3 separate regions of the Mus musculus genome follow, and all the other regions are linked to region 2. The links are chromatin contacts, called in public Hi-C maps. All regions are on one chromosome and are shown on one strand. The core of a region is the stretch at or near the end of the contact, and the rest is flanking DNA. Distances in the headings are between cores, read along the strand shown.

The links. Hi-C and Micro-C count contacts between places; a contact is called where the count stands out from the background.
Region 1: a contact with region 2 is called in a Hi-C map of bone marrow-derived macrophages, with 19 read pairs. The contact joins two enhancer-like sites. A contact is called at or near these places in 1 of 484 Hi-C or Micro-C datasets (bone marrow-derived macrophages), 2 of 115 datasets of contacts at active chromatin or transcription factors (bone marrow-derived macrophages and large pre-B cells) and 1 of 9 other capture datasets (embryonic stem cells).
Region 3: a Hi-C map of bone marrow-derived macrophages shows a contact between it and region 2, with 19 read pairs. The contact joins two enhancer-like sites. A contact is called at or near these places in 1 of 15 datasets of contacts at CTCF or cohesin (pro-B cells), 3 of 484 Hi-C or Micro-C datasets (bone marrow-derived macrophages and embryonic fibroblasts), 3 of 115 datasets of contacts at active chromatin or transcription factors (bone marrow-derived macrophages, double positive thymocytes and large pre-B cells) and 1 of 9 other capture datasets (embryonic stem cells).

The regions. Positions count from the first base shown.
Region 1 is chr14:30,106,965-30,111,045 of GRCm38.p6, forward strand. Cacna1d (calcium channel, voltage-dependent, L type, alpha 1D subunit) reads right to left here. Exons shown (of 47, transcript NM_001083616.2): 21 at 822-881. Among named protein-coding and RNA genes, the nearest start is that of Gm52106, 36 kb to the left of the region's middle. Within about 2 kb of position 2,302, at least 6 of the 459 cell types and tissues checked have an H3K27ac peak or open chromatin away from gene starts, as enhancers often do. A contact at or near this core is called in bone marrow-derived macrophages, where this site is marked.
Region 2 is chr14:30,403,369-30,407,294 of GRCm38.p6, forward strand. It overlaps a transcript of Cacna1d not described here. Among named protein-coding and RNA genes, the nearest start is that of Cacna1d, 52 kb to the left of the region's middle. Within about 2 kb of position 2,308, at least 70 of the 459 cell types and tissues checked have an H3K27ac peak or open chromatin away from gene starts, as enhancers often do. A contact at or near this core is called in bone marrow-derived macrophages, where this site is marked.
Region 3 is chr14:30,135,331-30,139,284 of GRCm38.p6, forward strand. All of the region lies in intron 9 of Cacna1d (calcium channel, voltage-dependent, L type, alpha 1D subunit), which reads right to left. Among named protein-coding and RNA genes, the nearest start is that of Gm52106, 64 kb to the left of the region's middle. Within about 2 kb of position 1,856, at least 44 of the 459 cell types and tissues checked have an H3K27ac peak or open chromatin away from gene starts, as enhancers often do. A contact at or near this core is called in bone marrow-derived macrophages, where this site is marked.

The sequences.
Region 1 (4,081 bases), core at 1,052-3,551, 300 kb before region 2:
AGGAGTTGGCTGTAACAACAGCATCTGAAGGCTTAGCTTCTGGAGGCTCCTAGACCTCTGCTGTGTCTCAGGAAGGAACTCCCCCATGGGGTACTCACAGTCGGGACACAACACACGCAGTGACACCACCTGGTAGGCCATGCACGGGCAGTTCATTCAGATACACCTTTGCTCTGTGCAAATGTAAGCCCGTCCCATTGAAAGAGACACAGAACATCTCCACACAAGTAGACCCAGCATAGCTTGCAAGACCCATTGCAAGAGAGTAGTGAGTTACTATTCAAGGACACAGAAGCCACCATGTAGTCCCAGGAGCAAGGGGACAGTGTCTCCTGCCACCTCACAGGTGCTTTTCTTCTCACTCTGATGTCAGGAAGGGGAGAAGGACGTTCACACAGAGTGCTATATCCATTATTAGTGAACCAAATTCAGAGGATTTTTTTTTTTAAAGAACAAAATGCAATTCCAACTAGAATGTGAAGCCAACATAGCTTCTACATGCACTCAAAGTTAAAGAAAAACTGCAAAAACACGTTGGAATGGCCACAGGTGAAAAAAAAATCCTATAGTTTAAAAAAGTTCAGCTTGATCACAGAAGAAAAAAAAAAAGCTCAAAGCACTTCACGCATCTCTCCTGTGCTTGAAGCACAGGAGGGGCCGAGGTCAGAGGAGCTGGCCGGCCTGTTACCTTTAAAATGATCTCAAAAGCAAAAGTACCCGTGAAGACGTAGTCCGCATAACCTAGTATCTGGAAGGGAGGCAAAGAACGCAACCATTACTGCTGTGGCTGCATAGAGGAGGGTCAAGGAGAAATGTATTACCTTTAACAGGATTTCAACCGTAAAGATGGCTGTGAAGGCATAGTCAAAGTAGCCCAGTATCTGCAAGGCACAACACACAGCAGTCAGCCCAAGGATGCCAGATTCATGCCCAAGAGCAGAACCGCCAGCTTCTGTCCAGAGGCCCTTCTCCAGGCAGGACAACCTGCTGCTCCCATGGGAAGGCTGAGACACTCAGAAGGACCCCTCTCGCCCACCCATAGCTCGTCTTTGCAACCACCAAGGAATGTTGGGGAGCCTGGCTTCCTTTACCCACTTCGGCTGACTGGCTTCCCAGGCTCCTATTGTGACCCAAAGGGACTTGTTTCTGAAAGTCTTGTGTTAATAAACTTCCCTCTGCATGGGCTCCCAGTGGGTTGTAGCACCTGATAAATGAGACTCACACACCTTTGGCAGTTTTGAACTTGAATGAAATGCTCTGCTATCTAGCTGTGCCTCATATTGGTGAAGAAATACAATGTCAGTGAAGGAGTCAAGGGTGCCAACCAAGCACAAGGCCCCGGGGATCTATTCCCAGCACCATATGGCTACTGTTTTTAATTATAAAAAGCATAAGTAAAAATGCTAATTGCATCAAATGAAGTCAGAAAATTTCACGTGTTCCTGTCCACCCCGGACAATGTAATCATCAAGTAATGTCCTGAACCCACCCACATATGCTGGGATGGCTCAGTCTGTGACCATGATTTGTACTTAGTGTCTTCCTCCTGCCACGCTCTGTAAACTCTGCTTTCTTTCAAGGCTGACTCTGGCCTTTCTGGGTCCATGCAAAGACTATACTGACGTAGCATTCCAATTTTTAGTATAGGCTGCTCTATTGGCATTCCTGAAAATGTCACCTATTATCTATAAAATCTTCTGAGCTCCTGACGCAAGGTTCTTGATTTTTTTTAGAGCCACTAAGACTCAGAATCAGGGCAAGTGGGCCAGGAACAAGAAGTCCAACCACCGCAACAAGCTTACTCATAGTGTGCTGAGGACCCCATGACTCTCAACTGGAAAGATATCAGGCAAAACTGCCAGTACACAAGCTTGTCCTGGGTGCTGATCTCATGGATATGTGTGCTGTGGCTTTATTGCATCTGTCTGTCTATCTATCTACCTATTGTCTGTGACACATGCATATGCCACAGTATATGTATAAAGGTCAGAGGACAACTTTTAGCTATCAGTTCTTTTCTTCTACCATCTGAGTCCCGGGAAGTGATCTCAGGTGGCCAGGCATGGTGACAAGTGCCCTTTGCTACTGACCTGTCTTAGCAGCCCATCTATGGTTTTGAAAGAACTGAAGATATTGGTGTTGGAAGGACTGTAGAGACCATTTGGCCTAGGGCAGGGACATCTGCTCAGGCCACAAAGCCAGTCACAGGCAAAGAGGTTGGTGGGTGTAGTCCAGAGTCTGAGGGCTTTGTTATCTCCTTTATAGGAGTCACCGCTGGAGCATGCAATACCTCTCCTCCACAGAAGGGGGAGCTGTGCGTCTCTTCCATGGAAGTAGGGGAGCTCTCCTCAGAGGTAACCCTGTCCCAAACTTCCCATTTCTGCACTACTAGGCAATGCTAGAGCAGCTTTGCCTAACTGTGTATTTTCTAGTCAACTATCAGCCCCCTGCCCCCACCTTTCCCTCATCCTCTCTTCCCACACTGAAAGTACCTGGCAGCCACACTAATGTGGTACCCAGGGGCCAATCCCAGTTCTTAGACTTAAGTACTTTCTTCATGTGGCCTCTACTCCCCTTGTCACTAGAAACTCAGCTATTGCTAAAATGAAACTCTGTAGTGTTATAACAGCAGCACACACCCGAAAGACAAGGAAAACCAAGGAACTGAATACTGGGAAAGAGACGATGACACACTTAACCTGCACTAGCCCCTGCCCTGTGACATCATGATTAGTCTCTAAACACCCTCCTGCCCTGTGCTCCATTTTTATGATGGAGCTCAAGGACAGAGGGGTGTGTGTCCACTCCGTTTAAATGCTAAATGAAGATGGCTTGGGGGATCTCAAATCAAAGCTGAGTCTGTGAGGATGGCCTGAGGCAGGCTCACTGCCTTCATCTTTATAGGGATGCTCCCTGAGCCACTGGGAAATGTCCCTTCCGTATTCTCCTGAGAGCATCCTTTCATCACCAATAGGTTTGCCAGGAACTGGAATGGGGAGCTATAACGTGAAGGCGTGGTTACTGAGACAAAGCCTGGCACTGAGCTGCTGGCATAAGAGGTAGGCTGTGCTTATGCTGCCTCTCCCGGGCAGTACCTCGGCAGCATCAGACACTGCCTTTCAAGATCCAGATGCGATGGCCAACGGGCCCATGGCTGTCTGAACGAGTCTTTGGCCTTTGCTCAGTGCTGAGTTAGATGAACTGCTAGGGAAGAGATCCTGAAGCAAAGACTAATGTAGAAACAAGTATCTTCTAACACAGATACATCAGTGCCAAGCCCTATCCCTGTTTTGCTGTGGATGTCTGTATCTGAGTCAGCTGCTGGGTGGAGACTTTCAGGGGACAACGTGTTCCTATCTGCAAGTATAACATAGTATCATTAATAGTCTCAGATATTGGTGATCTTTTGCAACATATTCATACTCAAAATAGCTCCATTGGGAGACAAAATCAAATCCAACAATAGCAACAAATACACTGACTTCTCCAGCATTAGCTTCCTTTGAATTTTACATTTTTGGGGGAGAAGGGGAATTGGTTTTTAAAGGCTCTGGGCAGCCTGATAGGGAAAATTGAATGAGAAGTGTATCCTTAAGCTATGACGCTGGGTGAATAATCAAAGATGTAACTACCGCCTGTTGCCCCTTTCAACTTGGTCTCACGTCTTCTCCCTGATCTGTGTCTCTCACCAGTGGGGTAGCTGCGCAGCTTTAGGTAAATTCACATAAGAGAGGGCTTTCACTAGCCAAGGTCAGAGTTCCTGAACCTACTCAGGGTGGTTTCAAGTTTATCTCCTCCCCTTAGGACTCTAATGAGCTATCAGTGTGCCTCTAGTAAGGAACGGGAAACCCCATAGTAAGAAGAAAGGAATGAAGAAGTCCCTGAAGACACGAGCAATATTATAGAGGCTTCTTTGTAATCGAGCATCTCCACTCACTTCGTCCAGAGAAAGCAACCCCTGGCACCACACACAGCGAGCACAGGAAGCTCTAGTCCAAGCCTCCCACACTTGGGCCTGCTGTCTGGATGGTGCCTGACACAGGCAGGCTGGGGCTGACCCCCAGGGTGGTCCCACCCTCAT
Region 2 (3,926 bases), core at 1,058-3,557:
AATTGCCACATTTCTCAGACAAGGAGGTCTGTTGGCTGAACTTGGGCTTGATAGCCATAGCTTCTTGGAGAAAGTAGAAAACTATTAATGTTGACTATAAAATCTAAGCTCACGAAAGTGAAAACAACTCAAACTGTTAAGTGCCCAGACCAGATGCTAGGTGCAATGATGGTGGTCATTTTATCTTTCACTTACCCTACACTGTATGTATCTTCAACTGCTTGTCTAACCATAAATTCTTTAGGTCACATGTCTAAAGCTGCTCATTACATAATCAGGTGCTCAGAAAATATGTATGAGAGGGCTAGGATTACATCTTAGGAGTAGAGCAAGTCTTAACACCTACAAGTCCCCAGAGTTCAGTCCCCAGAATGAAACAGAAACGTATCGGACAAATGAAGCACAGACATGCGTAAGCTGTTTGTGCATGACTGTCTGAGCAGCCTCTGGAGTTAGAACAGCAAATACGCAACCTCCCCATCTCCAATGGAGTTTGCTGTGATAGAATAGAAAAAAGTTAGGAGAAAGGGAGAGTGCCCACTTTAACTTCTGCTGCCATTCCACCTTTGCTTTGCCCAAGGGTCTAGTACTTACAAAGCACCTGTATGTGAATGACTACAAGCTAAGCAAGCAGCCTGAGATGACTTCCCAACACCCACTTTAAGGAGGGAAGTACGAAGCCCTGAACCTTCACCAAGCAGGTAATTTTCCCTGAACCTGGCTTTACATTAGCATCCAGCACTGAGCTCAAGCCACCCCTGTGTTCTGGAAGCGCCCCACATCCTGAGCACTCTCCTATGAGATACACACACTGGTTTTATGTGGAGTGAGCACCATACGCTTTCCCAAATTTGGTCAAGAATAGTTCTTTTAAAAAAAATAAAATAAAATAAAAATAAAAGAGTTTGGCAAAGTACCAGAAAAGGTTGTCTTTTTTAGAAGGACATACAAAGATTATTTTGGAAAGCTTGGAAAAAAAAGAAGGCTTGCAGCTTTACCAGACAGTCAGGAAGGGTAATTGGTTTCTCTGAAAAGCAGTGACTGCTCAAGTTCTACCCATAGAAGTAGGTACCTAGGGGAGAGACAGATCATTTATAAACCACAAAACAGTACTTTCTGATAGATATAGCACTTCACTTGAAGTGGACTTTAAGAATTGTTTCAAATGGCTTAAGTTAATCCCTAACATAGCTGAGCTTTTAGAAGGCTTCCTTATGATAAAACCACGTGTTCATGTTTTTTTTTTATCAATGCATTGTAAACATTTTATTGTCGTTAAACACTCCTAGATCATGGTCACACAATCTGTTGAAATGTTTCCAACCATTGAAACTTGTTTCACACACTTCATTCTCTTGTATTTCTCCAAATAAGTACATGATATCAAACGAATATTTTTTTTAAAAACTATTTAAATACTGCTTGTGAAGAAAAAGACCTTTCTCATGAATAATTTTTTAGTCAGATATACTTTACCTCACTAAATGGATACAGTTGATGGGAACAAGAGTCCATACTCTGGCTTAAAGCTTGGATTTGCTAGTCTAAAACTGGTTTAGAAACTTCAACTGTCCATACGCAGAGTGAGGTTATCATTACATTTCTCAGAGGTAATTTTGTAGGTGGGCTTATCTCCATAGCAAAGCTATAGTGGCTAAAGTTTTGTCTTTCACATAAGTCCTATATTTAATAATAATATTTTGTTGTTATCTAAGTTTGTTTTCATTTTGGACAATAAAGTATATGTTCATATTGATATTTTTTATTAAAATTAAATTTATTATTTGGGAAAAGCACTGTCTTGTCTTTCACTTTTCAAAAGTATCTCCAAAATAGATTTTAATATCTGCATGATATTCTAATAGATGCAGATTTTCTTTTGATAAGATTTCTTTATGTTATTTTAAATTTTTAACTTTTACTTTTATTTGTACAAGTCTGTGCATGAGCACAAATATATATGCATGTAACAGTGCCAGAGAAAGCCAAAAGGGTTCATCAAATCCTCTGGAACTGGTTGTGACCCTCCCAAGATGGGAGCTGGGAATCGAATTCACACACTCTGAAAGACCAGCAAGCGTGCTAATCACTAAGCCATCTACCTCTCCACTCCTGGTTTCTCTCATTTTAACAATGATTGCATCTTTATTTTTGCCAAGTTTTTGGTTAGCCTTTAAAGACAAAGTCATAAATGGCAACTACAGAGCCAAAAAAGGTCTGAGTGCAGTGAAGCATTGGCCTCAGGGGGCCCTTCTCAGCTCCTCCTCTGGTTCTGTTAACACTCAGTGCTCTGGGATCCTTTTCCTAAGGCCCACTTCCTCTGATAAGGTTTTCCATTTGGTCACCAATGGTTTTAGATCAGCTGCTAAGGGAGATGTGAAACATCTGGGTGAAAATGGCTTTTGAGGGAAATTTTCAATATCCAGATGGTTCTTTCCCTCTCAAAAGTTCCTCCAAAACAAGGAAGAGAAGAAACAGAAACTTCACATAAAGTCAGTAAGTAGACGGAGAAAAGATAAATGACTTATCAGAAGAGTGAAAGGTCAAACCTAAGACACACAAGGGAAGACGCCTGTGGAATGAAAGCGAAACTGTCCCCAAGAACGCCAGAAGAATCAGGAAATGTAAGTATGAGAGAGAAGAGAGGAATAGACCAGCGACAGCAGCTGAACCCCGAGATGCTTGCCAGATCAAACTGGTTCCCCTTCCCAGCAGAACAGATGGACCATTTCTGCTGAAACAGAACCAGAATTGTTCGAATCTAGATGAGAGTGGCTTAAGGCATAGAGAATAGTGTAAAAAGCAGAGCTAAGCGGAGATAAATGAAAATCTGCACATTGACTAAAATAACCTTAGCCCCTTCCACCACAGTGTGATGGGAGCCAGGCTCCTGAAACATTGGGCAGAGACTAGATAAGTCCTTCCTGAAGACGGTGAATGGTAGATGAGCAATACCCACAGATGCCAACACACGGGGATTGCTGACAGCAAACAAGTCTTGCAAACATACACACATGCACACACACACACACACACACACACACACACACACACACGTACGTGCGTGCTAATTCATTCAATTCATACTTTTGGAAGGATGCTGTTCTGGGTACATGGGACTGAAAAACAACCAAAACAGAAATCTCTCTCTTCACAGAGCTTCCATCCTAGTGAAAGAAAACAAACAATAAATACAACAAACAATAAATTATATAGTTTAGGGAGAAAGTAAAGCCAGAAAGTAGGGGAGGAGATGCCAGAAAGTGTTCACATATACATGTATGTATAAAACCATATGTGACATAAAAGTAGAAAGGCAAGTATTTGGGGGACCAGTGAGAGCAGGGAGAGGGCAAAGGAAGGTCATGAAGGTGACTAAGCAAAGTACAGTGGAGGCAGGCACATGTCGGTGGATGAACACGTCATAGGGAGACTCATTATTTGGTATGCATACCAAAAAATAGTCTTAACAGGCAGTGGTGGTGCACACCTTTAAACCCAGCACTTGGGAGGCAGAGGCAGGCAGATTTCTGAGTTCGAGGCCAGCCTGGTCTACAGAGTGAGTTCCAGGATAGCCAGGGCTACACAGAGAAACCTGTCTCAAAAAAACAAAACAAAAATAATAATAAATTGTCTGTCTTAAAGGATCTCAAAGAAATAATAAAAGATATTTTACTCTTTCAGTAGTAATTATATAAAGTTTTAAAGTAGCAATCCAAGAACAACACAAACTCTTCTGGATTAAAGATATGTGGAACTTGACACCGCTTTCTGGCCTGCTGGAATGTGAATGTTCTATACCACGTGATCCCATTGCTATGGGCCAAGATGTTCTACTCCACCTTCCCCACCATGACAGACTTAAACCTTCTGAGAGCATCCAGTGGAGAACTGTGAGAAACATCATTAAGTTACAATGGGAATAG
Region 3 (3,954 bases), core at 606-3,105, 270 kb before region 2:
AGAGGTAAGGCTGGATAACGCATCAGTGGCAGGACTGTGCTCCTTCCCCAGGAACAGGGGTCTGACCCCAAGCTCTTCTGTCCTTGCATCATTTTCATGGCAAGCATGAGCAGCGTCGTGCTGTGACAACACGGCTAAACCCCAAAGTCCCAGGTGGCCCCTGAAGGCACCGCTACATGCTTGTGCTAATGCGTGTTGCTCACACAGAGCGAGGGATTTCTATGACGCAGCCACATTCACCTTGGGAAATGTGGGTCAAGGTCAGACTGAGGCCTCCAGGTCTGAATCAAGACCTGGAGTTGTGCCCAGAAAAACTACTCTCTTTGTTAGAGAAAGAGAAAGGTGGTACTGTGGGAAAGGTGGCACAGCAACCGAGGTTCCTGCCCCACCATCGCCAGCAGAGTCGGTCTGTGTTCCCAGCAATAGAACGGCCATTCCTCACTCCAGGAAGCCAGCTTCCTCAAAGAGATAAGATGGCTTCCTCTCTCTCACATCGTCAAACCACCCCAGAGGCCACGCTGCTACTGAGGTGAGTGGCCCCCAGGAGGGGTTACCTCTCTTGACAGAGGCCCCAAGGCACTCATCAGCATGTTGTAAATACTAAACCCAAGCAGGTCGGCTTCATCCTTGGCCTATATTGGTGTGCAAGCTTTACAGAGTTCTTCCTTCTCGAGCTTTTAGGGCCCTGTGAGCCAAATGCTTTCCATCTGACTATCCCCTGATGCCTTTCCTCTTCAGGCCTTCTGAGGAGGCTAGGATTCTAACACAGACAACCCCACTTAACCTCTGAGCTCAGCATTCTCACACTGCAACAAAACCATGCCGTGTATCTCTCTTCTGGGTGAGCGGCTGGCGCGCAGCTGGCTATCTGCCTCTGCAGTCCATGTCTTCTCAAAGATTTTTTCCTCTTTCTGACTGGGGTCCATCTTGGTGTCAGCACTAAGCTGTCCATGCCAAGGTATCCAAGCAAAGCGTGCACTGCCTCCCAGCTACAGCAGTGACCCACAGACAGCTGGGCAAGCTGTTCTTGGTATACACATCTCTATGTTAATGATCCTGGATGCTTTGTCAAGTGGTTGGGGACGGGGTAAGGGTGCGGTCAACAGTATTTAGGACAAAACTTTATATTTAACTTTATACTTCCCAAATAAGGCTATTCTCATTGAAGAGAACTGAGTGCCCCCAGATGGCTTTTGTTCTGTTTTTGGTTGGTTTTTTTTTTTGGGGGGGGGCTACCTCCCTTACTCTTGAAGCTGAGATTACTAGCTTTAGCATGGCCTTGGGTAAATGAGCCAGCGACGCCCAAGAAGCAATTTGAAACATGTAGCCTGGAAAAAAAAATCAGCCAAATAACATTATTGGAATTTCTAAACAGTTTAAACTTAAAAGCATCATTCAAGGAAAAGCATTTCCAAGCGTGTCTTCCAGGCTAAGAATATTCACACTGAATCAAACGAGCTCCCTCAGTTGGCTCAGAGGCTTCTTCATAGGCACAGTGCAAACGGAAAGGTGCCATCTCAGTGATGCCACACGTTTGAGGGAAAAGGCCAAAAGACCAAGCATGACCAAGCATCAGAGAAACCAAGCGATTAAAACATAGGCACTTTCCACACAGCGCATGCAGCTCACGCAATGCCTATGCACAGGGAGAGGAAACCAGAAACGTCAGGCAAGGAGCCTCCACAGAGCAAGAACACCTCAGCAAGTTACCGTGATCTTTAGCCCTGCGTTGTCGAAAGCAGCAAAACTTCCTTTTCTTCTTATCCTCTCTTAGCAGATCAGCCACCGTGACCCCTTCAGGTTGAACACAGGCAATTCCATTACCAGACAGTAGAGGGCAGCAAGAGCAATACAAACAGGGCAGCCTAGCAGGCAGGCAGGCAGGCAAGCAGGCGGGCAGAAAGGGCAGCAACAGCTGGTCCAGTGTGGAACAGCGGAGGCCTGAGGCATGTCGGCATGTCTCCAATCCACTTTTGCCACCCACTCCTCCTAGCTAGGAATCTATAGCTCAGGATCTGAAGGGTTGAGGGCATTTGTCAACCTGTCCCAGAGAACCTATTCTGAATGCGCAATCTACTATCTAGTTTGTGACACAGGTCTCCTATGTTTGTCCTTGCATCTAAGAAAGTGCTTAAGGAAAGTGCCCTTCAGGGAGTCAGAGGCTCTGGGTATGAATTGGGAGTGTGATGCCAATCAGGACTGGTCTCTGGGGCAGGGCAGGTGGCAGTGAAGAAGGTGGGCTCTGGACTCTGACAACTGTACCTCCCACTGCTGTATGAACATGGATTGGTTACCTAGTGTTGCTTACTCGTGAGATATTAGCAAGGACTGGGCCATTGCTAATGAGTTGCTGGAGAAGAAGTAAATGAGAACCAAGGTAAGAGAAGCGATGTGCTTCACTCCAGCGACACATGACCACCCATAACTGTTAGCATCCTTGTTACTAAAGCCCCTAATGGTCATCGGGTCACAAGGGAGACAGTCACAGACTCTCTGACATCTAGCAGTGCTGCATTTCTGAACTCGTGCCAAGCCATCCAGCTAACCTCTAAAGTAGAGTCTACATGTGCATGCTCAGAAATGGGAGTGCACAGGCAGTATAGGGGGCCATATTGGGGCCTGCAAAAGCATAGGAACACGGGCCTACACCTTAGTGGGACTACTGCATTTCTACAAAGGGCATGCTCTCTCCACACTGCAAGTTCCCCCTCCCCAACCTAACCCTGAAGAACATGGCACAAATGTTCCAATACCCATGAGTTGGAACATAGCCCATGAACAAAGCTGTGTGAGATCTCTGAGACCTTGTGAGAAAACTCTAAGTAACTAAGACAAGAGGTCTTATAACCTCGGTGCAACAGGATGTGGGTTGTTTTTGGAATGCGCTTATGTCCCCTTCCTGGGTGTAGTAGTGAATAGGAGTGAGCTCACTTCAGACTATTCATTACAACTGGCTATTGTTACTTGTTTACTCCTCCAAGGAAAAGCATGGTTTTGCCATGTGTGTCTTGTCCTCCTGACTGTACACTTTTCTCAGGTGACTCTTGTTAACCCCCAGAGTATAAACTGTCTGATGCTCTGAATAAAGCTGGCTATTGCATGGGACTTTACTCCACCTTGTTTTTTTAGGCCCCACTCTCCCAGGTTCACGCTGCTACCCTGAGCGCCAACAGTGGTGGGTTCCAACTCCAGTGCAGCGCTTCACGACTGCGCAGCCTCGGGAGGCTATGTAAGGCTGGCACACTCTGATTTCCTCATCCATCAAGTTCCTGTCTCATAGAGCAGTGTGAAGAATAAGAACTCATGTGCCCATAGCCCCAGGAACAGCATCTGATACACACGAAATGCCAGATAAATGCTAATTGCCGCCCCATGACCTTTGAGTAAATAAATACCAGACTGCTTAAGCTTGTGATGAAAGCCACACGGCATGTGCTGATTTAATCGTCCCAGGGGAGAGCAGGCCAGGGCAGATGACAGTGGGCACTGCATCCAACCTCTGACCCCAGGGCTGGCCCTCCCATCAGTCTCCCCAGTCATAGCACTGCCAGCTGCTCCTCCAGAGAGGGTAGGTGACCTGGACTCATATTTATCGTGAGCCACCTACCTACTGCTGCTGTTTCTTCTATGGTTTTTGGTAGAATATTTTCATTTCTAAACTTCTTTGGGATACTTTGTGATTAAAAAGCTGTCTTATAAATTAAAAGAAAAAAAAGAAATGTGATTTTCTTTTTCTTTTCTTTTCTTTTTTTTTTTTTTTTGTTTGTTTTATTTGAGATAGAATTTTACACATCCTGGAGCCTGGTCTCCAAGGGTAACCTTGAACTTTGTATCACACTGTCTCTTCTTCTCCAGTGCTGAGATTATGGCATACCATGTCCAGTTTATAAGGAGCTGGGGACCAAACACAAGGCTTTGTGCATGTCAGGCAAGCACTTTACCAACTGAGCTGCA